Regions from separate parts of the Sus scrofa genome. Here all the other regions are linked to region 2. Evidence: chromatin contacts called from public Hi-C and promoter capture Hi-C data. All regions are on one chromosome and are shown on one strand. The core of a region is the stretch at or near the end of the contact, and the rest is flanking DNA. Distances in the headings are between cores, read along the strand shown.

The links. Promoter capture Hi-C pulls out the DNA fragments that hold promoters and counts their contacts. A called contact is a pair of places that touch in the nucleus more often than the background predicts.
Region 1: a Hi-C map of epiblast stem cells shows a contact between it and region 2, with 2.1 times the contacts expected there. The contact joins the promoter of MIOX here to the promoter of ALG12 in region 2. A contact is called at or near these places in 1 of 5 promoter capture datasets (fetal liver), 11 of 47 Hi-C or Micro-C datasets (alveolar macrophages, embryonic fibroblasts, epiblast stem cells and 7 more) and 2 of 2 datasets of contacts at active chromatin or transcription factors (alveolar macrophages and skeletal muscle).
Region 3: a contact with region 2 is called in a promoter capture Hi-C map of liver, with 10 times the contacts expected there. The contact joins the promoter of SCO2 here to the promoter of ALG12 in region 2. A contact is called at or near these places in 1 of 5 promoter capture datasets (liver), 3 of 47 Hi-C or Micro-C datasets (liver and retroperitoneal adipose tissue) and 2 of 2 datasets of contacts at active chromatin or transcription factors (alveolar macrophages and skeletal muscle).
Region 4: a promoter capture Hi-C map of liver shows a contact between it and region 2, with 3 times the contacts expected there. The contact joins the promoter of PPP6R2 here to the promoter of ALG12 in region 2. A contact is called at or near these places in 1 of 5 promoter capture datasets (liver), 6 of 47 Hi-C or Micro-C datasets (fetal skeletal muscle, mesenteric adipose tissue, omental adipose tissue and 3 more) and 1 of 2 datasets of contacts at active chromatin or transcription factors (alveolar macrophages).

The regions. Positions count from the first base shown.
Region 1 is chr5:250,288-253,581 of Sscrofa11.1, forward strand. It overlaps MIOX (myo-inositol oxygenase), which reads right to left and starts at 1,260. Exons shown (of 10, transcript NM_214102.2): 1 at 1,225-1,260; 2 at 811-891; 3 at 545-625; 4 at 303-465; 5 at 115-182. The coding sequence starts at 1,230.
Region 2 is chr5:714,993-718,652 of Sscrofa11.1, forward strand. It overlaps ALG12 (dol-P-Man:Man(7)GlcNAc(2)-PP-Dol alpha-1,6-mannosyltransferase), which reads left to right and starts at 1,936. Exons shown (of 10, transcript XM_021091350.1): 1 at 1,936-2,092. It overlaps CRELD2 (cysteine-rich with EGF-like domain protein 2), which reads right to left and starts at 1,774. Exons shown (of 10, transcript XM_003126783.6): 1 at 1,470-1,774; 2 at 1,066-1,148; 3 at 296-406; 4 at 1-40. The coding sequence starts at 1,595.
Region 3 is chr5:218,857-222,419 of Sscrofa11.1, forward strand. It overlaps SCO2 (SCO cytochrome oxidase deficient homolog 2 (yeast)), which reads left to right and starts at 1,945. Exons shown (of 2, transcript NM_001206377.1): 1 at 1,945-2,223; 2 at 2,972-3,563. The coding sequence starts at 2,985.
Region 4 is chr5:339,980-343,602 of Sscrofa11.1, forward strand. PPP6R2 (protein phosphatase 6 regulatory subunit 2) reads right to left here and starts at 1,548. Exons shown (of 23, transcript NM_001206372.1): 1 at 1,419-1,548.

The DNA of each region.
Region 1 (3,294 bases), core at 10-2,509, 470 kb before region 2:
AGGGACGGGCGGCTGTGGGTGAGCGCGACTGGCCTGCCCATCAAGTGGTGTCCAGACCCCAGGGCCGAGGCCGCCCAGTGCCCCACCCTGCGCACCCCTCTCCCCACTCCTCACCTGGGGTTCCCCTGCCAGAACCAGGACCTTCCCCAGGTCATGCAGGAGCCCGACGAGGTGGAACCAGTCTGGGAGAGAGGCCAGGGCAGGCTGGAGGGGGGATGCAGGGCCCAGGGCAGAGGAGGGGCTGGGGCGGGGGGGGGGGCAGGGCCAGGCCCCCAGCACCCCGGGCAGGCGGGGGAGCACACCTTTGTCAGGGTGGGCCTTCCGGATGCCCTCGGCCGTCTGGAAGGCGTGGAAGGAGTTGGGGAAGTCCACGTCGGGGTCGGACTCGTCCACCAGCCCGTCTAGCATGTCCACGGCCTCCAAGACAGTCATTCTCTTGTAGGAGAAGCCCCCGAACTGGGCGTGCTGGGCCAGGAAGGGAGAGGTCAGGGTGGCCCCAGGGCCGGCCCTCAGGAGGGGTTCGCGCTAGGAGTCCGGCAACTACCTTCTTCCTGACGAAGTCCACGGTCTGCCACGTGTGCATCAGCTTGTAGGTGCGGAAGACCCGGTCCAGCAGCGGGCCAGACTGCGAGTCAGAGGGTCAGCCAGGCAGCCCGCCAGCCCCTGCTCCTCACCCCAGGGGGCCACTGCCTCCCCTCTCCCAGGCCCGGCCCCGAGGTGTGAAGAGGGCATCCCCAGGGTGGCCCCGGGAGCCGTGCCAGGGGACAGGTGCTGCTCTCCCCAAGGAGCGGGGGTGGGAGGGGGTCTCACCGTGTAGTTTCGGAAGCTGCCCTTGTCTTTGGCCGCCTCTGGGTCCATATCAGGCCGATAGACCTGGGAAGGGTCTGGGTCCTGGTTGGGCGGGGGAGCAAACGCGTTTCACCGAGACGCCTTGGCGAGCCTGAGGTGAGATTGCGGCTCTCCGGGCGCCTTACCTGCCGGCGGATGCCGCAGAGGCCTGCTTCCAGGTGATGCGCAGATGCGGGCACACAGTACCCCCACCCGCGTCTCAAGGCCTGGGTCCAAGGGGAGCTCAGGGCTCGGATGGTGACCATGGCCCCAGCCAGACCACTACAGAAGGAGGGGGACCTTGGACCAGATGAAGGCCAGGAACCCGCGGGAAGAGGGCCTGGCGCTGCCTTTCCCTGAGGGAGCAGCTGCTGGTGCGAGGCCTGGGATACTCACCTTCATCCTGAGAGGGGGCAGTGCCGGCGAGTGGGCAAGCCCGCCCCAGGCCTGTGTGCCCCTATATATGCCCACAGGTTACATAAGTGACCGGACACCACCCAGCCCCTTGGCCCTGGCCTTCGGTAATGAGTGACCATCCACCCTCCTCCTGGCCTCAGCGAGTTAATGTGTCAGCACAGGAGCAGCCCCAGTGGCCCGGCTCCCCCCCCGCCCCGGCCACTGACCTGCCTGGGAGGTCAAGTCTGCTTGCAGCCAGCTCTGCTCTGGCCCCACAAGCTTTAAACACTTCCAGGCCCCAGTAGGCCCCTCCCTCCCAACACCTTATCCCCAGGCACCTGGGGTTTGGGGCAGGGTGGGGCATATTTCAGAAAAAGTTATTTTGAAGCTTGTTAAGATGGGAGGAAGACTTTATTGGGAGATGTGCTGTAGGGAGGAGGGAGGGTGGCAGAGGAGATAAAGGGTGGGGAATTCTCGCTAAACTGACTTAGCGGGATTCTGGCTGCAGGCGGGTCGGCTGGTGAGGTCAGGGTGGGATTCCTGCTAATACCGGTGAGGCCTGCGGGAGCCCCAGGGCTCAAGTTCCGTTGCGTTGCGTAAGGGGTCTTCATCTGGCTCTTTGGGTCAGAGCAGGGAGGAATTCACAGCCCTTGTCATGTGCGGGCTGGCCTAGGCCATGCGGACACAGCAGGGACCACGGGGCTTGGGTGGACGGTCCGTCCGTCTGAGCGCCGAGCATCGTCAGGGTAGGGTCTCAGGCGGGAGAGGACAGTGGGCAGGTGCGAGGCCCTGGTCTCCAAGGGGTTCTTCCTGCCCGTGCTAAGGATCAGCCGGGGGTGCTGGGGCCCCTCATCTAAGGTGGCAGAGTACCCCCGGCCCCCGTGAGCCCATAGCACCTCCTCTTCCCCACACACAGGCGTCCCTCACTGCTTCCGGGGTTGAGTTCCCCTGCCTCCTCCTCCCACTGGGCTGTCAGCCTCAGGGTTGGGCGCATGTGCTTTATTCGCTGTTTCCACGAGTGCTCAGCCAATGTTTGCTGCAGGGATGGAGACGGGGCTCCAGGAACCATCACCCCAAAGCAGATGGTGGCTTGGACCAAGAGAAAGAGCAAAAGCTGGCTGACAGGATCTGGGTGAGGGAGACGAGGAGGAGGGAGAGGAGGTTTCGGCCGGAACAGGAGGAGGAGGTGGCAGGGGCAGAGCTGGGGGACTGGCACCAGACCTCCAAGTGAGAGGTCAGACAGGTGGCTGGGACAGCACTTAGAGCTCAGGGGTCATGTGGACACCAGGTCCGCTGCTGTGACCATGGCAGGTGGCCATACAAAAAAGCAGCCCAAGACGGGGAGCACCTTGGCAAGGGCATGGAGCAGGGCACTCCTGGGGGCCTGGCAGCCTGTGTGCCACGTGGAGGGTGTGGTGTGGGGTGGTGTTCCTGGCAGAGGGTGCACCCTGTGTGTGGGACCAGAGGGGGGGACTTTGCCCCCGTGGCTGGAGCCAGGAGGGTCTTGGCCCAGCCAAGCTCCCGACTCTCCCCAACTCGGTCCTCCTCTTCCTCATTCCCCAGCCCCCCTCGAACTGTACTCACTGCCCCCGGGCCCTGTCTGCCTCTGCTGGCACCGCTCTGAGCCCCAGCCTGCTGGCCTCATTGGCGCCCCTCACACACCCATCCCAGCGACATCCAACATCCACACCTCCTGTGCCAGGGCACCGGGCTCCTTCTCCCCCCAGCCTCCCAGCAGGGCAGGGACCAGCCTCAACTGTTCATACAGGGCCTGCTGGAGGGAAGGTGAGCCCTGGGCTCGAAGAGGGAGCACAGGGGTGGGAGCTCAGATGGTTCTTCCAGGAGCCTCTTAGCCCGGGGCTCCAGGGCTCTGAGGGGTCTGTGGCTGCAGCCCTGACCTCTGGCTGCAGTATCTGCCTCTAGAGTTGGGATAAACGCAGCGCTCCCCTCGCAGGGGGGATGAGAAGATGACATAGAAAACAAAATAAGTGCTCCAGGAACATTTGCAAATAGCAGAAACCACCTTCCTGAGCCCCGGGCCCATGAGGCATGGGGTGCCAGTACTGCGAG
Region 2 (3,660 bases), core at 686-3,185:
CACACAAAACCATTCAAATAGGTCAGGATGCTTCTTCTTCCTGAGGGTTTTAAAAAGCGTCCCTAAACCTCACGTGACAGCGCTCCTCAGCGCCGAGACTCAGTTGAGCGGAAAGCGCGGAGCAGGCTGGGCTCGGGAAAGGCGGGTCTGCACCCGCGGCCCGTCTGGCTGAGTCCCTCCAGGTCGCGCTTGGGACACAAGCGAGGGAGAAAACAGGCTCGGGCAACGCGTCGCCGGCTTTGCTACATCGGACAGCCTTTCCAAAGCTGTTTCCCAGAAGGAGGAGCGCACTCACAGCCGCAGCCACCAGGCCTCCAGGCGCTCCTCGTGCTCCTCCACCAGCTGGTTGCACTCGAAGTCGCTGCTCCCGCACAGGCCCTCCAGGATCTCCAGCAGGCGGACCTCGCTGCAACACGCACAGGCCGTCAGCACCGCAAGGCCAGGGCACAGCGCCCTCTACAGGGAGGTCCGGAGGCCAGGCCCGAGGGACCGTGGCGCTTCACTGAAAAAACCCTCAACAGAGACCCCAAATGGAGCTGGGGGCTGTCAGTGCCAGGCGGAGAATTAAAGGCGGAGGGCAGGGGTGGTCAGGGTGGCCCATCAGGTGTGGGGTCCAGCGGGGGAACCCCTGCCATGGGCAGGATGGGGCTGGAGCTGCGGTGGGGAGGGAGTGAGCTCCATCTGTTTTTTGGTTTTTGGTTTTCTTTAGGGCCACACCTGTGGCACATGGAGGTTCCCAGGCTCGGGGTCGAATCGGAGCTGCAGCTGCCGGCCTACGCCACAGCCACAGCAATACCAGATCCGAGCCACATCTGTGACCTACACCACAGCTCACAACAACACTGTATCCTTAACCCACTGAGCAAGACCAAGGTGTGAACCCACATCCTCCTGGCTACTAGGCGGGTTCTTAACCACTGACCCCCAGTGGGAACTCCCCACCTGTGTTTGGCACCGGCACCAGGTAAGGACAGGTGCCGGTGCCAAAGGGACTCTGTATCATCAGTGCTCCCGGGGACATGTCACCAAAGGCAGGCACTGGGCCGCTCAGAGCAGGGTGCCTACCTGAATTCATACTTGGACAGTGTCTTTTCCTCCCAAGCTGTGTTTCCACCTCCAAAGTTCTTATTTGCTGTGTCCACCATACCCTGCGGGGGAAAGGTGGCGCTGCTGCCTCACCCCTGTTCATGGCAGGGTCACCCCGGTTCCATAGCAGGGGTGACCCCAGATTCATGGTGGGGTGACCCAATCCATGGCAGGACAACCCTGGGTCCATGGTGTGGGGACCCTGGTTCATGGCGGGGGGTTGGGGGGTGTAACAGTACACAGCAGGGCAAATCTAGTCCATGGCGAGGTGACCCCAGGTCCACAGTGCGGCAACCTTGGGCCCATCGTGGGGTGATCCCCGAGTCCACGGAGGGGCGACCCAGGCCCACCCCCTGGCTCCATGTCCTCGCGGAGCGGCACACCTGGTTGAACTTGTCCACCAGCTCCCGGCAGCGCTTACAGGGCGTCGGCTTCTTGGTGGCCTCGCCGGGAGGCGGCGGCAGAAGCAGCAGCAGCAGCACCCCCAGCGACGGGACCGGAAGGCGCATGGCGGGCCAAGGCGGACAGCGCCACGGGAACGCGGCCGCGCGGGCACCGGCCGAGGTCCAGCAAGCACCCGCCGAGCGTTCCGACCCTCGGCCGCCCACCGGCTCAGCAGCGCCGGCGGTTCCCGGGCCTACTTGACGGCGCCGGCCGGGGCCCCGCCCTTCACCATCCCTCGCGCTGCTATTGGTTGGATGGCTCCGCCCCGTCCTCATGTGGCCCAATCCGAGCTCGCCACGGGAGGCCACCAATAGGAAGGGCCCGGGTCAGCGTGCCGCCGGGAGGGTTGGGCACAGGGGGCGGGGAGATCCGAGGCGGCTGGCTCACGCCCCGCCTGTGGCGGCCATCTTTACTCCGGGCAGGAAGGGCGCCCGCTGAGACGGCAGCTAGGCGTTGGTGGCCATGTTAGGTTCGGTCAAGGGCATCGGTTTCCGCTGCTCCACTTCCGGTCGAGGGCAGCTCTGGCGGCCGCGCTTCGAGGGACTGTGCTCTGGGCGGCGAGGTCAGCGCGCGCGGCTCTGGGGGCGGGCTGCGGGGGCTCCAGGCCGGCGCTGTGGCTGCGCTTCTCGGGCATCGCCGGGCTTGTCCACGCGGGAGGGCCGCCAGGCCTCCTCACCTGGGGCCTGATGACTGTCTTTGGGGGCCCAGGAACCTGCATTTTGCATTTCCCCACGCGCCCCGGGCATTTAGCACTGGAGCCCGTGGTTTGAATCCGGACTAAGATGAGCCCTATCCCGACTGTCATAGAACAAAAGATACAAAGTTTTCTCTGGCCTAATTTGCGCCAGATGGCTCGTTTCCGCCAGGGATTAATAATGTGAACATCTGATATGACCAGTTTCCCGCAGAGACCCTAGAACCCCATAGACAAGAGGGCCTCTGTGGGCTTGCCTAATCCGAGATGCCACTGTTCTACAATTTGCGCGTTGATGAGTTGTGGCTGGCTTGCTTGCTTGCTTGCTTTGTTTATGTTTTAGGGCTGCACCCGCGGCATATGGAGGCTCCCAGGCTAGGGGTCCATTCGGAGCTGCAGCTGCGGGCCTACACCACAGCCACAGCAATGCGGGATCCAAGCCACATCTATGACCTACACCACAGCTCACGGCCACGCCGGGTCCTTCACCCACTGAGCGAGGCCAGGGATGGAACCGCATCCTCATGGACCCTAGTCAGATTCGTTTCCACTGCGCCACAGCAGGAACTGCCTGTTATTGTCTTTTCTAATGAAAATGGAAGCTTAAGAGCTTTTACTGCACTTCCTTTTCAAGTCGTTGGAGCACCTGCTATGCTCTGGGCTCTGCTGACACCTGAGTGAATGGGGGCGGGGGTGCCCTCAGGATGAGAACCCCCGGGGGGACAGAGGGTCAGTGATGGGGAAAAACAAAAATCCTGCCGCCAAGGAGCTTACGTTTTAAAAAGAGGGAGACAGGAGTTCCCGTTGTGGCGCAGTGGTTAACGGATCCGACTAGAAACCATGAGGTTGCGGGTTCGATCCCTGGCCTCGCTCAGTGGATTAAGGATCTGGCATTGCCGTGAGCTGTGGTGTAGGTTGCAGACGCGGCTCAGATCCCGCGTGGCTGTGGCTGTGGGAGGCCGGCAGCTGTAGCTCCAATTTGACCCCTAGCCTGGGAACCTCCATATGCCGCAGGAGCGGCCCCAGAAAAGGCAAAAAGACAGAAAAATAAATAAATAAAAAATAAACATAAAAAGAGGGAGACAGGAGTTCCCTTCGTGGCTCAGCAGTAACAAACCCCACTTGTATCCATGAGGATGCGGGTGTGTTCCCTGGCCTCGCTCAGTGGGTTAAGGATCCGGCGTTGCCATGAGCTGTGGTGTAGGTGGCAGCTGTGGCTTGGCTCTGGCGTTGCTGTGGCTGTGGTGTAGGCCAGTGACTACAGCTCCGATTAGACCCCTAGCTTGGGAACTTCCACATGCTGTGGGTATGGCCCTAAAAAGCAAAAATAAAATAAAGTAAAAAAATTAAGAGCAGGAGACAGTGACGCAGTATGGTCTGTCCCTCCAGTGGTGTTTGCATTTGCTGCTCTTGAAGGACTGACTGCGCAGCATGTT
Region 3 (3,563 bases), core at 695-3,194, 500 kb before region 2:
CTGGCTGCCTGTGGCTGCAAGTTTAGAAGACACTTCCTCTACAGACCACAGAAGCCGGCTCCTAACCTCAAGCCTGGCCCAGACAGAGCCTCCAAAGGTGGGACCCTGGCTTCTCATCCCCCCCAGGACAGAATTGGCCCTCCCTTCCCATCAGCCACCATTAACAGAACCAAGTCATCCAGATCCCCCTTCCCCGTCAGGCCCTTTCCCCCCCACCCCGGCTCAGAACTCCCAGCGAAGAGCTAGGTTCTGCTCTCCCTCCATTCCCCCAGACTTATGTCCCCAATGACAGGTACCCATCTACTCCTACACTGACACCCCCCATCCCAAATCAGGACAGTTTCTTTTCTTTTTCTTTTTAGGCTACACTCACGGCATATGGAAGTTCCCGGGCCAGGGATCGAACCCTCGCCGCCACACAGACAATGCTGGATCCGTAACCTGCTGTGCCATAGCTGGAACTCCCAAGACATTTCTCCATTCCCACCCCAGCTGGACACCCACTATTCTACTTAGTAAATGCTTAACTTCAGCTGAAGTCCTAACCAGGGAGGGTGAGGAGAAATGTGAGGGCGGGGAGGTGGCTGTGCATGTGTACTCGGCATGCATACTTGGCCCAGCATGTACCAGAAATTAGCAGACGTGGTCTGGACACATGGAGGGCACCTTGGAGAAACTGGAGTCTATTCATGGATTCGCTGTCACTCAGCGCCCAGAGCAGGGACAGGTAGGCCACCGATTGATAATACAGCTGGGTTATTGATGACAAAAATGGCCAGAATCTCTGGAGGATCACTAAGGAAGATACTGATCAGTTATTCATGAGTCATTGGACTTTGGTCACCGTTATCAAGGGAAAAGTGATTGCTGTCAATAGGAACTTGGACAAAATAACTGGGGGCCACAGGACAGGGATCCATATCCTTGATGAGTCATTAGTGAAGACCTATCAGAATTGCGATTTTGGAATTTGTCAAGGTTGCTGATGACTCTTTGTTCAGCGTTAGTGATGGGGTCACTGGAGCCCTGAGGTGGGGAAGCTGGCCAAATGCAAGGGCTGCTGGGCAAGTGGGCTGCTGTGTCATGGGTCAGAACAGGAGGGTGGTACCTGTGGATGGAATCCTATACGCCCGGGTTGACAGCCCGTCCCTCATCACAGGTGACCTGACCCCAGACTCCAGCATCCCCCTCCCGCATGTTAAAAACCCCTGATCTCCAATCACACACAATCACAGGTGATCTGACCCAAACCCAGGATCACTGTTCCACACCACAGGGCGCCTGACAACTCACTCAAGAGGGTGACCAGACGGATGCACATGTCATCCTATCACATGGGGACTTCCATAGCCAGGTCCCCCGACCCCTCGTGACTGATCCGAGTCAGCCAGCGTTCCCCACATCTCCCAGGAAGCTTCGGGAGCTCCATCACTCCATCACTTCCAGACCCCTTAACCTCCCCCCTAAGATGGCGTGGACAGCTTGTCTGCTCTCTCGATGGACAGGAAGTAAGAGAGACACAGGCCCTGGAGCCGGCAAGAGCACTGGTGAGCACCTGTGCTGCCGGACCCGGTCACCCGTCACCAGGCTCGGTGAGGGGACAGGGAAAGGGCAGAGATCCCCTACCCGCGCCCAGCCCAGGCCCCTCCTCACTCCCCGTCCCCTCGTGCGCGCCAGTCGACACGTAGCAACGAAGCTCAGGAGGCGCGCATCCTTTCCGGTGCCCGGCACCCGGGGCCGGGCAAACTAAGACAGCAGCCAGCGTGGGGGGGGCCGCCCCAGAAAAACCCCGCCTCCCGTCACGTAGCTTCCGGCCGGCCAGCCACCTCTGGCGCATGCGCACGCGCAGCAGCCGGGCCCGCTTTACGCCCTTCCGCGCGAGCGCGGCGCCGTTGACGCATGCGCGCTGGCGTCGAGAGGGGCGGGGGCCCAGAGCTGCCTTCCGGTTCCCCTCCTCAGACTCGCGGGACGGTGCGGCGCGCTGGGGGCCCGGGAGATCCGCCTGTGCCGGCGCCCTGCAAACGTCTACAAGCTGGCTGCATTTGCAGGCCCATCTCGTACATCGCTTAGAGCGCATTTTGTAAAGGAGGAAGCTGGTACAGACAGGTTACGAGACGTGACCAAGGTCATCCAGCCCTCCCAAGTCCAGGAACCGTCGGACCGGGCGCAGGCCGGACGTTCAGAAGTCTTCGAGAGATCCTCCCAGTAGCAGCAGTCGAACAGGTGAGGGGGAGTCCTAAGATCTCCGCCTAACAAACCTCCAGGGGCCCCTGAGAGGAACGGAGGCCACCGAAGCCACAGCAGGGCGTGGGCCACGACCCCAGAGCTGCGGTGGGATGCCCAGCTGTGAAGGTGGGCTGGAGGCAAGTGGAAACCTTTTGCTACTCCAGGGTGGCTGCGGGCCCGGCAGGTTCAACGAGCGAAGGACTGGAGGGGGCGTGGAGCCCGCGGGTAACTGGAGGCTGCGGTGCGGGTGGCACCGGGTTACCGCTAAGTGCGGGGGAGGGAGCCAAAACAGCGCGGTTGAAGTGGCCTCAGAGGGAAAAGGCTGCAAAAGGGGCGGAGAAGTTGGTCTTTTGGGGGTTGAAGCGAGAGGCTCACCCACCTCCTTTCAAGAAGTAGAAGTTTATTGCAAACATAGATACGCTCAGGAACCCGGAGGAGGCAGGCGCTTGGAACGCTTCCGTCAGCTCAGACCCCCAGGTGCTGCCGAGCGCTGGGCTCGTTAGACTGAGGTTCTCCCGTTAAAGGACAGGAGGGACAGTTGTGGATGTTTGATGACGCCTAAGCTGGAGTTTGAGGTTTCAGAGGCGAAGCATGTGTGAGTGATGGCGGGGGCTGGCTGAGCAGCTGCTGACAGCAGAGCCCTCATAGGGTTGGGCCTTGAGGTGGTGGCAGGTCTCTCCAGAATGATGGACAACCCAGGAGGCCAAGGCACCTTCTGGCTTCTGACGCCTCTGCTCTTTTCCAGGAGCATCAGGTCCATGCTGGCTCGGGCACCCAAGGCTTGGCACGGGCTCTTTCTGCTCAGGCCTCTGGCCCTCCCTAGGATCCAGGGAGCTGAGGCCGGGCAGGTGAGATACCGGCTCTTAGCAAGGCAGGGCCCTGCAGAAACCGGCAAGCCAGGCCAGCCCCGGGGCCCTCGGCTGCAAACTAGGTTGCTGATCACAGCCTTGATTGGGGCTGGGCTGGGTGGAGCCTGGCTGGCCTTGAGGGCGGAGAAGGAGCAGTGGCGGCAGCAACAGCGGACAGAGGCCCTGCGCCGGGCCGCTGTGGGCCAAGGCGACTTCAGTCTTCTGGATCACCGAGGCCAAGTTCGCTGCAAAGCTGACTTTCGGGGCCAGTGGGTGCTGATATACTTTGGCTTCACTCACTGCCCAGACATCTGCCCCGATGAGCTGGAGAAGCTGGTGCAGGTGGTGCGGCAGCTGGAGGCGGAGCCTGGCCTGCCCCCGGTGCAGCCCCTCTTCATTACTGTGGACCCTGAGAGGGACGATGTCGCGGCCATGGCCCGCTACGTGCAGGACTTCCACCCAAGGCTGCTGGGCCTGACGGGCTCTGCT
Region 4 (3,623 bases), core at 298-2,797, 380 kb before region 2:
TACAATTTCAATGTAGGAGTGTGAGTTACCTTTTTTTTTTTTTTCCTTTTTGGCCTCCCCAAGGAATTTGGAGTTCCTCAGCCAGGCGTCAGATCCGAGCTACAGTTCGACCTACACCACAGCTGTGGCAATGCCGGGGATCTTTAACCCACTGTGCCAGGCTGGGGATTGAAGCTGCATCCCAGCGCTGCCGACATCACCGCTCCCGTTGCGACACAGGGGGAGCTCGGGGTTTCCTCCTGTTTACACTGCTTAGGACACAGAGTGCTTTCTAAAGCTACGCTCTCTCTCTCTCGCTGAGTCAAAGCTACTAACACTTTGCGTAACGGCTCTCCTCCTCTTCCCACTTTTCCATCCTGGGCTCCAACTGTGTTTTTCAGGACACGCACCTCACCCTCCACTTCTCTGAGTGCCACTTCCCATCTCCCGTCTCCCGGCTGCACCCGGGAGAGCCTCTTTAGGGATATATTCCAGTTCACTACTTCTGCCTTCAGTCATGTTTAATCTGTCTAATCCACAAGTACTGAGTTTTTTATTTCAACTTTTTTTTTCATTTCTGAAAGTTCTAAGTGGATCACTGTGACACTTCGGTTTTCATTACTAATTTTTATTCCATTTTGTATTTCTTTACACACTTCACGCATTATCACATATACTGTGTCTGAGTACTGGACGCCTGCACTCGCTGGGGCACCTAATCATGCCCACTCCGATCACAAGGTGTGTGTGCGTGTGCTCAAGTTTGCTGACATTTAATCAGTGGAGTCCTGAGGGCCTACACTGAGTCTGCTTTGCTCTGAAAAGGATTTACGCTTTCTTCAGCAAGGAGCGAAAGGGTGCTATCTCTTCTTGTCCTCTCGGCCTCTGAGCAGTTAGCTTGCGCCAGGGCACTCACAAGAGGTCGCGCATCTGTCATTTACCCAGCCTCTCAGTGGACGGCAATGGGAGGCCTTTCAGGAGCACCTACCGCTGCAGGAGCACAAGTCCCCCCATCCCACCTGGCAGGTGGAGGCCTTCCCACAGGTAAGGCAGGGCATGGGCCTCTCTACACACGCCCAATGCACCCGTTTTTATCTGGATTACACTTGGGCTTGGAGGGACCAAGGCACTTTTTCGCAACACGGCATCTCAAAACCAGACACAGGAGGGTCAAAAAAACCCCAGGAGTGGCATTCCCACCGTGGAGCAGCTGTGGCCCAGGTTGCAGATGCGGCTCGTATTCCATCCCTGGCCTGGGAACTTTCATAGGCTGCCAGTATAACCAAAAAAGGAAAGAAAACAAAACCCACAAGTCAGGAAACTCTATGCACATCTTCAAAACTGAAATTTTTTGCTGTCATCCATCTCTGAATGTCCACTTATACAGCATATTTACGCAAATTACACAATAAAGTAGAATCAAACAAAAATTATCTTACCTTCCGTGGAAACTTCTTGTTTAAACTTTGTATTTAGGCAAAATATAAAAACATTTGGGATTTTTTCTTGGCGTATATGCAACCTTAAGAAAAATATTTTCACTCAATAGAAGATTTATAATCTCTTCACCTGAAAAATAAGAGGGAAAAAACTTAGGTTCTGCTTTTGTGAAGTTAACTTACCAAAATGCTAAGGAAAAGAAAAACAAGTCGTTGTCTTTACTTACTAATCAAATTTTATAATCAGGGGTCTAGAAACTTCCTTGCGTTTGACTGTTCTAGAGACGGGTACCAATGATACACACCTGTCCTACGTCTGTTAACTATTAACTACCTCAACGGTTAGAATACAAGGACATGAGAAGGCTCTCGGGCCTGAAGGTGTCCAGCTTCATGCCCAGACACTACCATCAGCAGGAAACACAGACCCTGGTGGCAAGGTGACCAGGCCGCTGACCCTGGTCGCGAGGTGACCGGGCAGCTCACTGATGATCCATCGCTACGTCAGAAGAGGAGAACTCCCAAGCGCTCCTGGTGGGTCTCAAAACACCCTTCCAAACAACATGACTAGTGGTCCTTGCTGAGATGACTGCCTTCAAGACATGCAGCAAAAACGAACCAGTAGGGCCCAGAACTGTTTATTTTGTGTTTGCATGGATCATGATTTTTAACTTTTGAAAATTATACTTTAGCAATAAGGAGTTACCATTCTGAAACATAAGAGCTTTATGAGACATAATTATCAAATGTAATATTTAGATCTTGTTTGGGTCCAATTAAAACAGATCGACTAGGAGTTCCCATTGTGGCGCAGCAGAAACAATCCAACTAGGAACCAAGAGGTTGCAGGTTTGAGCCCAGGCCTCGCTCAGTGGGTTAAGGATCTGGCATTGCCATGAGCTGTGGTGCAGGCTGGAAGCTGTAGCTCCGATTCGACCCCTAGCCTGGGAACCTCCATATGCCATGGGTATGGCCCTAAAAAGACAAAAAAAAAAAATCAAAAATAAAAAAATAAAACAAATCAACTGGAAGAGCGTGTGTGTGTGTGTCTTTTGGGGGCAGCACCCAAGCCATATAGAGGTTCCAGGCTAGGGGTTGAATCGGAGCTGTAGCTGCCGGCCTCCACCACAGCCACAGCAACGTCACATCCAAGCCGCGTCTTGGACCCGCACCACTGCTCACGGCAATGCCAGATCCTTAACCCACTGAGCAAGTCCAGGGATTGAACCTGCGTTCTCATGGATGCTAATCAGATTCGTTTCCACTGAGCCACAAGGGGAACTCCTGGAAGAGGGTATTTTTCAAGCTGCTGGAGAAATCTGAATAGGGACTGGTATTAGATGACACTACAATTCTCTTCTAAAATGACATGATAGCTATATTTTTATTTATTTCTTGGCTGTGCCTGCCACACACAGTTATAATACGCATGTTCAAGGACTTAAAGCAGAATAGAGAGAATGAGTGAAAAAGTAAAATCTCAGCAGAGAACTCAAACTACATAGAAAAACAAAAATGACTATTCTACAACTGAAAAAATACATCTGAAGTAAAAATATATACTGGATGAAGTTGATGAAATTGGAGACTGAAAAAGAAAGTGTCAGTAAACCTAAGATAAACAGCAACCAATCAATCTGAGGCAGCAGAAAAAAGGTTTTTATTAAAAATGAATAGGGGAGTTCCCACTGTGGCACCGGGTTAAGAATCTGACTGCAACAGCCCAGGTCACTGTAGGGGTGCAAATTCGATCCCCAGCCCAGAGCAGTGGGTTAAAGGATCCGGCATAGCTGCAGGATGGCACAGGTCACAGCTTCGGCTTGGACTCGATCCCTGGACTGGGAACTTCCATACGCTGTGGGTACAATATAAAGGAAAAAAAATGAAGAGAGACTCACTGAACTATGCAACAATATAAATTGGTCCGCCATGCGTGCAACTGAAATCTCAGAGGAATATGAGAGAATAGGACATAAAAATACATGAAACTACAGCCAAAAATTTCCCAAATTTCGTAAAAGAACCTCCTAAAAAAGTATCACACAGAAGTCTCACCCCATCCCTGTGCCTTCATCCTGCTCGCTTCCTCTCAATGTATCTTTATTAATTTTCTGCTTTACTGCTTCATTACAAATGTAATTTTTCATTCTTTCCAGCCCTTCCTATATAAAATGTAACAAACTACAAATTCTATTCTGTACCTTG